Linked DNA regions of Sus scrofa: region 1 is linked to region 2. Evidence: chromatin contacts called from public HiChIP or PLAC-seq data. All regions are on one chromosome and are shown on one strand. Each heading gives the region's core, a stretch centred on a gene start, on an enhancer-like site or on the middle of the called end of the contact. The rest is flanking DNA. Distances are from core to core; before and after follow the strand shown. Region 1 overlaps HPS3 (HPS3, biogenesis of lysosomal organelles complex 2 subunit 1). Region 2 holds the start of HPS3 (HPS3, biogenesis of lysosomal organelles complex 2 subunit 1).

Region 1 (5,577 bases), core at 2,663-5,162, 38 kb after region 2:
GAAGAATTAAGTGAAGTGAATACAGTTTTCTATTTAGTTATATCTTTTAACTTTTCATTTTAGCCATTTATGTAATTCTGTTTAGAATCAAGTTCCAAGTGTTTTTCTTTGGTGTTATATTCCATGTTTTTGGTTTGTTTTTTGTTTTTTTTTAAAGATAACTATTGTGCCCTTTCTTCATTAAATACTCTTAAAGAATCATTGCTTGGAAAAGAACTTATAATCATCTTCACAAACTTTCTCATTATATTGTAACTTGCTTTTTTTTTTTCTTTCCTGGCTATGCCCATGGCATGTGGAAGTTCCTGGGCGAGGGATCAAACCTGCACCACAGCAGCAACCCAAACCACTGCAGTGACAATGCCAAATCCTTAACCTGCTGTCCTGCGAGAGAATTTCTCATTTCATAGACAGGGGAGTGTGGTCCATTGTGGTTGAGTGACCTGCCCGGTGTGACGGTGGCATGTCTTTAGAAGAATGACACAGAACCTGGGCCTTGCCTGTCTTTTTCTCATCGCAGCCCTTTTCACACCTCAGTTGCCCTACTCTCCATGTGTCCAGAGCTTTCCTTATGAAATCCTGCCCCAGTGACCGTTAGACATTATTAAGGATTATTTTTAGCCCTTCATGTATTTTTAAAGAGTTGAATACAAATAGGCAAATTTGGGTACTGTGACCAAAGGTTTTAAGGTTTTGAGATAGATGAAATTTCTCTTATAAATGTTAAGTATATTTTGTACTAAGCAGTAATTTTTTATAATAGACTTGCGAGTGTAATTTAATTCACTATGAGTTTTCTTCTTCTGAACTCTTGTTAATATTAGGAATGCTGGTCACAACTTAGTACACACTTTCCCTACTTTTTCTTCTCTATAACTCAGCAAAGAGATCACATCAGTTCATCTTAGGTCCCCCACGTTATCACCACCAACTCTCTTTTTAAATCAAAACATAATACTATAATTTTGTTGATTTGGAATATTTATATTTTGGGTTTTTTTAATCCTTTTTTGTTGTTGATTTTGTGACTTTCTATCAGCTGACTGACCTTTTATTTCTCATTTATGCTCACCAAAGGAACTGGCAGCAAAAGTGGTGCAGATGTTTCATGTGGCTGAGCCGAAGCAACTGCCGCATATTCTCTGCAGTCCTTCTATGAAGAATATTGATCCATTAACTGCCATAAGCTATTTAAGGAAGCTGGATACTTCTGGGTTGTCGTCAGTCTTAGTGACATTGACCAAGGCAGCAATGGCTTTGAAAATGGGAGATCTTGACATGCACAGAAATGAAATGAAAAGCCATTCAGAGGTACAGTGCCCTGCCTGATGTTAACAGCAGGCTTACATAGGACCTGGTGGTTCTGAGGTGTTTAGCTTTCTTTGGCTTCTGTGTAGCTCATTTTTTCTTCATTGTAATGGAAAATAAACAATATTAGAAAGGAGGTTTATGGAAAAATAAGGAATGTATATGTGGCTGGGTCACCTTGCTATATGGCAGAAATGAAGGAACATTATAAATCGGCCATACTTTAATAAAAATTTTTTTTTTTTTGTCTTTTTGCCTTTTCTAGGGCAGCCCCCACGACATGTGGAGGTTCCCAAGCTAGGGGTCTAATCGGAGCTGTAGCTGCCAGCCTACGCCACAGCCACAGCAGTGCCAGATCTGAGCGCTTCTGCAACCTATACCACAGCTCATGGCAATGCCGGATCCTTAACCCACTGAGCGAGGCCAGGGGCCAAACCCGAGACCTCATGGTTCCTAGTTGCATTCGTTAACCACTAAGCCACAACTGGAACTCCAAATAAAATATTTTTTAAAAGAGGAAAGGAAGTGACCAAAGTGGAGCACTTGGGCTTTTGGATTTGGCAAATTAAGAAGAATTATGAATGAAATATGGCAGCAATGGGTATCCAGTGTCAGGTATGTTCAGAGCACAGTGCTGGGATTGAGGAGTACATAGGCTCTGCTGTGAGCTGACAGACTGACCTGGCATGAGGGAATGGTGTGGTGTGTTCCTGAAAACAAAACAGTGATATATGATAATATATGCACGCATATATTATTTCAGCAAGCGGGATATTAAACTTGAGCCTTAGGAGTCCATTAGCTGCAGAAATAGCCTGCTCATGGGAAGGTCATAAATGACTGTATGGAGGATGGGGCATTTGAATGGTGTATCAGAAAAAAGCTGGCTTCCCTGGGAAGAGAGGCCATGTAGAAACATGAGCTAGAGGAAGAAATTAAGAGGTGACATTAATTGAGCACTTTGTTATGTCTCAGGCCTCTCCAAGAAGATCAGGAGTGCTTTACTGCTGTACAAATGCACATTTTGTTGTGATGAGGACAGCAAGTCAATGCCGAGATGTCTTTACTTTGAAGAGTAGAATTCTAGAAAGATGTATTTTTCATAATTTTGAAAAATCTTATATAGATCTAAAAAGAAAGCTTTCTACAAAATAGGACATCTTGATGTTTAATTAAGTCCTTCATCTTCTATAAAGACAATCATCAATGGTGTCCTTAAAACTTGACTTTGTAGTTAAAAAATTGAGATTTAAGTAAATTATCAGTGGCTTATCAGTGATTCTTGAATGCACTGGCATGTATTTTCAAGATGAATACAATATATATTCTGTTCTTAAATGTCTTTTTTATCTAAAGATGAAGTTGGTATGTGGCTTCATCCTGGAACCTCGGCTGTTGATTCAACAGAGGAAGGGACAGATGGTTCCAACTGAGTTTGCGGTTCACTTGAAAGAGACGCAGCCTGGGTTACTTGTGGCTTCAGTCCTGGGCTTACAGAAGAACAACAAAATTGCAATTGAAGAAGCAGATTCCTTCTTTAAGGTTTGCCACTCTGAAAATGTAATTGTTCTGGATGACCTGGTGAAGTTGGTGGGGGATGGGGAGCAGAATAAGCGAAGAGAGTCTTCATTTGTTTATTGAGAAATCTGACTTATCCATAACCATTTATAAAAGTACATATTTTTTAAAAAGTATCTAGAAAAATTTCATTCATGCAATCTGGAGTCTGTTAACTAAATTCACTTTTACCATGGCACTGATGCTAATGATAAATTATTGAATATGTAGTCCACATGATGGAGTGCTATTCAGACCATCTGAAACTTGATAGGTGCTATATTCATCTGAGATATGGGCGCTTGTTTCACTGTTCTCAAGGTGCTTTGCGGCAAGGATGAAGATACGATTCCTCAGCTCTTAGTAGACTTTTGGGAAGCTCTGCTGGTAGCGTGTCTCCCTGATGTGGTACTTCAGGAACTCTTCTTCAAGCTCACGTCACAGTACATCTGGAGATTATCTAAGAAGCAGCCTCCTGACACCATACCTTTGAGAACATCAGAGGACCTGGTAAGATGATGGAATAGTACAGTGAATTAAGCTTTATGTTCATCACACATTATGATAATGACCTTTCTTATTTTTAATGGCTTAAAATCAAACATAATTCATATTACCAGATACCATTTTTAAACAAGAGTTAAAAATACATTTAAAAATTATCTATGAGTGGGAGTTCCTTGGTGCTCCAATGGTTAGGATTCTGTGCTTTCACCACTAGCTGAGGGTTCAATTTCTGGTCTGGGAATTGAGATCCCACATCAAACCCCTGTACTCCATGGTCAAATTAAAAAAGAAATTGTCTATGAGTAAATTTGCCTACATTTTAAATAATTTTATATTCTAAAGAGAGCTGCCTACTGCTCCCATATTACTTGCTGTAGTAACTGGGTAGTCAATGTGTCAGGGAAGGGGCTTCTCCCCAGACCCATGTGTTGCTCCTTTAGGAGGTGCTCATGAAGTGGCAAATCAGAGGAGAGATATCTGTAGACCTCCCTGATGGGAGAGGAACTGCTAAAGTCTTGCGAGAGAGACTTCCATACCAGACTTCCACTTCCTGTCAGCTGCACAGACAAGAGCTATTCCACAGTCTGCGGAAGCCCTAACAACTCTGCTTGTACCCTTTTGGCACCTCCTCCCCACCACACAACCCCTTTGCCTCTCCTTTGATGCCATGTCTAATGAGGGTTTTTCTTAAAAAAGGGGGTCTTTCTGGGAATCATCTCAAACTTATAGAAGAGATTTTTGCCTTCCAAGGAAAGTAGTAGAAATAAAAATTTTTGAGTATTACTCTCAAATTTTTTTTGAATATAATTAGCTTAAAAGCAGTATTGCCCTTTTTGTTATAAAGTGCCTCTTTGTAGTCTTTTATTTAGTAACAGTGTATTCTGTGAGAAGCAGTAAGGCTGAAACTTTTTCTGAGACTTTCTTTGCATTCCTGGGAAATATATACCTAATTTTGCCACACAGCAGAAGGTTGGGAATTGCTTTTGGAGGGATGAATGAAGAAAGTCTTATTTTTTTGTATTTTATTTACAATGAATTTCTTTTACATTTTAGATAAACACCTGTAGTCATTATGGCTTAATTAATCCATGGGTTAATGTCTTACTATCATCCGATTCTTTAGAGGATAAAAATTTCATGGATGACCTTTCAAAATTACAGGTAAATAAAAATGCCTCTTTTTCTTATGAATATGCATATTATAATATTGTATAGGATTTAAATTTAGTGAGACACCAGCTGTTTTATTAATCTAGAGTGGAAGGCTGGTTTTGTCGCTGGTGGTGGATGAGTGAGCTTCACCAAGCCATGTGACTGTCTCACCTTATTTTCAGGATGTGTTTGACAATACTTTGTGAAATGAAAGTATGGCAGAAATGTTTAGTGGTGTTTCTATTGATGCAATTCACTTTTGTTTTAGTGTTCACTCACACAGTTTAGGCCTCTAGCCCAAGCCAAGCACTATATTTGTCTTAAAGGAAGTAGGTCAGAATAGTGAGCTTATCTGGCTTCTGAAAAGATCTTCTTAAAAAATAAGAAATATGATTGAGAGAATGTAGAACTTCCTGCAGGAATTCTGTCACTGTGTTTTGACTGGAAATGCGAAATAAAGTCCACATTTGACTTGGTGGATTGAGCTGGGCTAGAGGTAGATGTTCTTTTATTTTATTAAATGTAGTCACCAGCGCAAGGACTGAATATAATCCCCACATCTGTTTTGTTTGGTCTTTCCAGTGGAGCTGCCAACATATGAAAGTTGAGATTTCAAATTAAGAATTTTGAGTTCCAAGTTTCTCTTGAAAAACTCAGCAGAACTTTGATTCAGCAGTAACCCTGAGCTCTCACTGCCTGAGACCTGCAGGCTGGAGCCACCTAGTGGCTCCCTCCTTGGGCAGTGCTCATGCTCTCCTGTCTGACAGGCTAGTCATCTGTCTCCCTGGTGGAGATGCTAAGTGTCTGTCATGGAATTTCCTTATACCCAGCTGCCTTCCTGCATTTTCATCATCTCTTTGGCCTCATTAGGCTTTTGAATTTGCAGCCCCTGATTTCTACTGGAAACTGGTGTAAGTGTGGTTATTGCTTATAGAAACCAAAATGTCAAATCAGGGATGGGGATCAGAAAGGTAAGCTCAAGACACCATGTTGCTTAGTCTCACCCTCTAGACAGCAGGTGTGTCTCCAGAAATGGAGTTACTTATATTTTTT
Region 2 (5,587 bases), core at 532-3,031:
GACCCTCATTGAGCTATTCTATGTACATTTATGGTGGACTTTCCATCCTCCAGAACTTTGAGAAATAAATTTGTTATTTATAAGCTTCCCAATCTGTGGTATTTTCTTATAGCAGCCCTCATGAATTAGGACAGTGGCCAGCTGCAAGCCAAGGAGGGAGGCCTTAGGAGAAACCAGAACTATAGATACCTTGATCTTGAACTTCTAGCCTCCAGAACTGTGTGTGTGTGTAGGGGGGAATTTGTTGTTTAAGGCATCTATTCTAGTTATGTCTGCCCTAGCCAACTAAGCCAGCCTCCCATAAGGAAATGAGGGCGTGCCTACCGCTGTCCCTGTATTTGTAACAGGAATACCAACAGACAGCTCCTGACAAACATGGAAACCAGGCACATCCTCTACCTTCTCTTGGCTAGCATGTCTAGTCCCTAAGAATCTTAGATGAGCCAGGTGCAAGTGAAGGGAGAAGTGGCTATCTCTAGAAGGGGCTGGGGTTCCAGACTTTGAGCAAATTGTAATTTTAGTCTTGAAATTTTAATTTAGTACTAAAATTATAATTTTCAGTCTGGAAGGAGAAAAATAATCGAAAGAAGATAATAACACAGGTGTTGGTGGAGAAGGGGGTATTCATTAGCATTGTACCTAAAAGAATAGGTTGTCAGCTGTGTTAGGTTGGTTGTTTCCTGTATGAGGCTTTTTTGAATTTTTCGCCCTAGCTGGCTGACAAGAATAATCTCTTTGTTCACTTCTTGGCCTCGCTGAGTTCACTCCCTATTGAACTGACTCCCTATTGGTTGGATGAAGAAAAGGATATTACTTATGGGAATTTTATTCATCTAAAGGGCTTAGGAAGTGGAGGTAGAGAAGTTTAATGAACTTCAATCCATTTGCATCTAATTTGTAAATTCTAAGAAAGGGCCATGAGGAAATTTTGCATTTTCTTTTAGGTTCGGACCCTGCGTGTCAAAAGTAAGACAGCGACCCTCAGTCCATACTTAGGTTTTTTTCTGGATGAACTGGAAAAAGTAGCTCCAATACTTGCTTCATCTAAATCTTTTTTCTACATCTCCACATTGAGATGTCAGGAATAGATACAGAATACAGATTACAGGATAGTTTTAGTAACAGTGGAGGGAGACCCCTAGTCAGTCCTTCTGTCCTCTGGGGTCAAACAGTTGTAGTGCATTAGAGGATATCCATGATTCTTCAGCAAATATATATATTGAAATTTCCAGTATTTCTGAGCAACTCCTGCGTGTTTAGTCTGGAGCTGAGTTGCGCATGCCACTTCGGTTTTTGCAGGCCTATCCTCCAGAAGATCACAGGCTACTGGGGAAACGTAAGTGATGACCCTGAAGCAAGTACAAAATGGTACATGAGAGCAAATGATCAAGCGTTTAAATGTAGTCAAGGGCCTAAAAATCTCACCTAGCCCATAGCAGTAGTGTGAAAAGATGAAGCGAAGGACGTATCAGTCCCTGCACCCGACCACCTCTGGTCGCAGAATCACAGTCGGCGCTAAGCCGCTGGGTCAGAAGCCAAGGGCCTGAGAGCCCGTGGGGCAGGGCCGCGGGCGGCGCCTTGCGGCGCGACCTCTCTTCTTGGCCCAGCTGAGGTCTCTTTAAGAATCGGAGCCCAAGGCAGGCCCAGCTGGTGTTCACGTGACTTGGCTCCGTGCAAACGCTCGCGGAAGTGGTACAGCCTCCTCTTCTGCCCGCGCGGGGTCTCCGGCCGCCGCGCGGGTCTCCCGGCGCCCCGCGGGGTGGGCTGGTAGGAGCCAGCACCGCCGGGGGCCCTGCAGCCGGTCGCCGAGATGGTGCAGTTGTATAACCTGCACCCGTTCGGGTCGCAGCAGGTGGTGCCCTGCAAACTGGAGCCTGAACAGTTCTGCGGTGGCGGACGTGATGCGCTGTTCGTGGCAGCAGGCTGCAAGGTGGAGGCGTTCGCCGTTTCGGGGCAGGAGCTGTGCCGGCCGAGGTGCGCCTTCTCAACGCTGGGCAGGGTGCTACGCCTGGCCTACAGTGAGGCAGGTGAGCAGCGGTGGGGTCAGGGGGCTCTTGGGCGCCGGGTTGGGGCCTCCTTTCTAGAGCACCGAGCGACGCCGACAGCTCTGGGTGGGGAAGGGACTTGGTGCTTGCGGAGGTTCTCGCCAGGTGGGGGCTAATGGAAGGTGTGCCGAGCTGTGCGGTTGTCCTGGCAACCACAGGTGTGAGCGTCTGGAGGGAGGGAGACGCTGATAGTTACTCCTCTTCTGGCGCCCTCAGGGGAAATTCCCTTGGTTGGGTGGCTGGATTCCACTCAACCCAGACACTTAAAACCAAACCAAATAGACCTCTTTTAGAATAGAAAACAAGTCCGTACAAAAGTAGGGAGAACACTCTCTTGAACCGCCCCACTTGCTCCCTCTTCAACAATTGTGCCTACTCATGGCCTGTCCCTTTACATCTATACATTTTATCTACCTCTTGTCGACTTTTGAAAGTTTACATTACATTTTGAATCTGTGTACGTTGAGCTCAGATCTTAGACCCCCTTTCACCCAAACAGGGTGCTAGCATGCAGTATTTTTCCATCAGAAAAGTGAAGCAGTATCAAGGGGGTACTGTGTGGGCATACTGCTATTTTAGAAAAATCCAATATTTCAAAATAGGTGCTTCTTTGTATAACAGAAGAATTCGTCATAGGATTCTTTTAACTGCCTAATACTGCACTTAAAATTTGAATCCTGATTTTAAAGAAGGTTGTAAATGTGTAAATTGCAGTCTTTAGGTGGAAAAGCCTGTGGCTCTGGTACTTACCAGTAAAATGGAGAGGATTGGAGATCTCTGGCTAATCTCTATTCTGTAACTGGTTGGGTGTGAGTTTATAGAAACTTTGGGGTCTCAGTTTTCATTAAAAAAAAAAAAAAACAAAACACTAAGTTGACTATTAGATCAGTGATTTCCAAATTTTGGAATTTTCTGGGTCGGCAAAAACTGGGGCTATTATACACAGTATTCGACTGTTCGTTTTGTCAAGTAAAGATATATATTTTTTTAAAAAAGTCCTACCATTTACTGTCATCATTATTTATAAAAGGAAAAACACTTAGCCACAAACATGTCTTTGCTTTATAAGCAGTTTACTATACTGTTTTTTTTCTTTTTGAAAAATGACTACATCAGCAGGGGCCTGCAGGTCCACAGACTAGTTTGAAAACCACTTATTAGATCTGTGAGTTCTCTTTCAGCAGAAGATTTTGATTTTGGTATTATTCTCCTAATCATTTCACAATAGTGGTAGTTTTCTCCATCCCACCTCCTTTTCATTTTTTATTTAAAAAAAATTTGGGGGGGAGTTCTCGTTGTGGCTCAGTGGGTTAAGAATCCAACTAGTATCCATGAGGAAGTAGGTTCAATCCCTGGCCTTGCTCAATGGGTTAAGGATCCAGCTTTGCCAAAAGTTGTGGCGTAGGTATCAGATGCAGCTTGGAGCTGGTGTGGCTCTGGTGTGGCCTTGCAGCTGCAGCTCCAATTTCACCCCTAACACAGAAACTTCCACATGTTGCAGGTGTGGCCCTAAAAATTTTTTTTGGGAGGTGGGCATGCCCATTGTATGTGGAAGTTCCTGGGCCAGGGATGAAAACCAAGCCATAGCAGTAACCAGAGCCATAGCAGTGACAGTGCTGGATCCTTAACCTGCTGAGCCACCAGGGAACTACCACCTCCTCTTTAGAGTTAGGCATTCTCACCTTTAAGAGCTCTATTGAGTGGCAAACTCACCAGTTTCAACATTAGTATGTGTTTGTGTTTTGGGGGGTGGGGAGGATAGACAGACAGATACTATGTTTACATGGTTTGCTTCATTCTTCCGAAAGGACATGTCATCTAGAATTGGAAGTGGCAGGCATTATGTAAACCTCTAGCTTTGTTTGTCGTTAGTGGTGTTTTGGGGGGGAATCCTTTGATGCCACTACTTGTGTCTAAGAGTCACCTGAGGGAGCTTTAAAAAACCAATTCCAAAACCACAGCCTCAGAGAAACAATGTCAGTTTCCTGGGATGTGGCCCAGCATTGGGGTGATCTTGTGTTTAGTCAGGATTGAGAATCACTGATCTGGAGCCACACTGGCTGCTGTAAGCAAGTGAGTAGCGTGGTAGTGAAGCCTTGAAAAACAAAGATGTTTTTGTAATTCAGTTGGCTCTCTTAAAGTTTAGGAGTCATGTGATATGGCATTAACATGAGTCAGATAGCTCAAGGGTAGTTTTCAGTCCTCAGCTTGAACTTTGTCTGGATACACTTTCTGTCAATCCACAGATTTGATAGCTGTGCTGATATCCAGATAATTTGTCTTATACTTCTCAGCTTTTTCCCTTTTGTTGCCAAAATATGAGCTGCCTTTGTACACCAATGCCAAATAGAAATGCAGGAGACAGAGTTGGAGTATACAGAAAAAGTAGCTTTAGTTGCCAGGCAAAGAGGGAGCCTCAAGGACTGTGCCCTCCCTGCAGGTGGTAGGGCTCAAGGAGCGGGGTGTGATCAGCTCATGAACATTTTTGTGATTGGTTGGTGTTAAGGTAATTGGGAGTCAGTGTCATCAACCTTCAGGTTCCTACTGGTCTGGAGTCTACATGCTCATGGGCAGCATACAGTTAGCATCTTCCTCCTGGTGGGGGCTTCGGCACCTGTAAAACAGCTCCAAGGATGTAGCTCAGAATATTATCTATAGTCCTTGGGGAAGAACTAAAGGTCCTTGACTTTGTTGAATGGCTAAACTCTTATTTTCTTGCTTGACTGTTTTCCTTTTTCTCTGTATTTTCTCACTTCTTTTGACTAAAATTTTTCTATAGACAAAAAGACAGGCTGAGGACATGAGTAGGGGTCCACTCTGGGAAGGCTTCATAGGGTACTGCTCAGTTACACTTTGTTCTCTTTCCTTCCACTTACAGTAACTTAGATGTGGAGATTCTTTGCTCCAAGCAATGTCTTCCCCTGCTCCCACTCTGTCAAAGACAAAATGAATCTTAGTGATTTATATTTACTGTAAATGCTTTGCAGTCTCTTACCCAAGCAGAAAACGTTTACAGGTTTTTTGTGTTTTTTTTTTTTTTTGGCCTGTACCCACGTCACGTTCCTGGGCCAGGGATCGAACCTGCGCCACAGCTGGGAACTGAGCCAAAGCAGTGAAAGTGCTGAATCCTTAACCCTCTGTGCCACAAGGGGACTGCAACATTTTCAGTTTTTATTTTTTTTTTTTTAATCTCTAATTAGCAGGATGTCCTCCTTTCATAAATTTGGGGGTGTTAGAATACAAGTCAGGAATTTACTGGTGGTTCGGTGGATTAAGGATCCAGTGGCTGACTTGAGTTACTTCTGTGACCCAGGTTTGATTTCTGGCCTGGGAACTTCTACATGCAGTGGGCCCAGCCATATGTATATATCTGTATATGTCAGAATTTTGAAGGATGGGCTCCTAAATATCATCAGTAATGGAAGTTTAATTTCCGTTTTTTATGGTGAAGGGAGTGTTGCCACAACTCTGTGCACAGACACCAAATTGAATCTTGGAGACAGAGTTTTGGAAGGAGAATAAAATAACTTATTGTTTTGCCA

The links. HiChIP or PLAC-seq counts read pairs in DNA pulled down with a chosen protein or histone mark.
Region 1: a contact with region 2 is called in an H3K27ac HiChIP or PLAC-seq map of alveolar macrophages, with 3 times the contacts expected there. The contact joins the enhancer-like site here to the promoter of HPS3 in region 2. A contact is called at or near these places in 1 of 5 promoter capture datasets (liver), 17 of 47 Hi-C or Micro-C datasets (alveolar macrophages, blood, brain and 8 more) and 2 of 2 datasets of contacts at active chromatin or transcription factors (alveolar macrophages and skeletal muscle).

The regions. Positions count from the first base shown.
Region 1 is chr13:89,395,144-89,400,720 of Sscrofa11.1, forward strand. HPS3 (HPS3, biogenesis of lysosomal organelles complex 2 subunit 1) reads left to right here. Exons shown (of 17, transcript NM_001098588.1): 10 at 1-15; 11 at 1,078-1,311; 12 at 2,665-2,850; 13 at 3,187-3,375; 14 at 4,426-4,533. It also overlaps a transcript of CP not described here. Among named protein-coding and RNA genes, the nearest start is that of HPS3, 37 kb to the left of the region's middle. Within about 2 kb of position 3,913, at least 4 of the 83 cell types and tissues checked have an H3K27ac peak or open chromatin away from gene starts, as enhancers often do. A contact at or near this core is called in alveolar macrophages, where this site is marked.
Region 2 is chr13:89,359,167-89,364,753 of Sscrofa11.1, forward strand. HPS3 (HPS3, biogenesis of lysosomal organelles complex 2 subunit 1) reads left to right here and starts at 1,782. Exons shown (of 17, transcript NM_001098588.1): 1 at 1,782-2,027. The coding sequence starts at 1,811.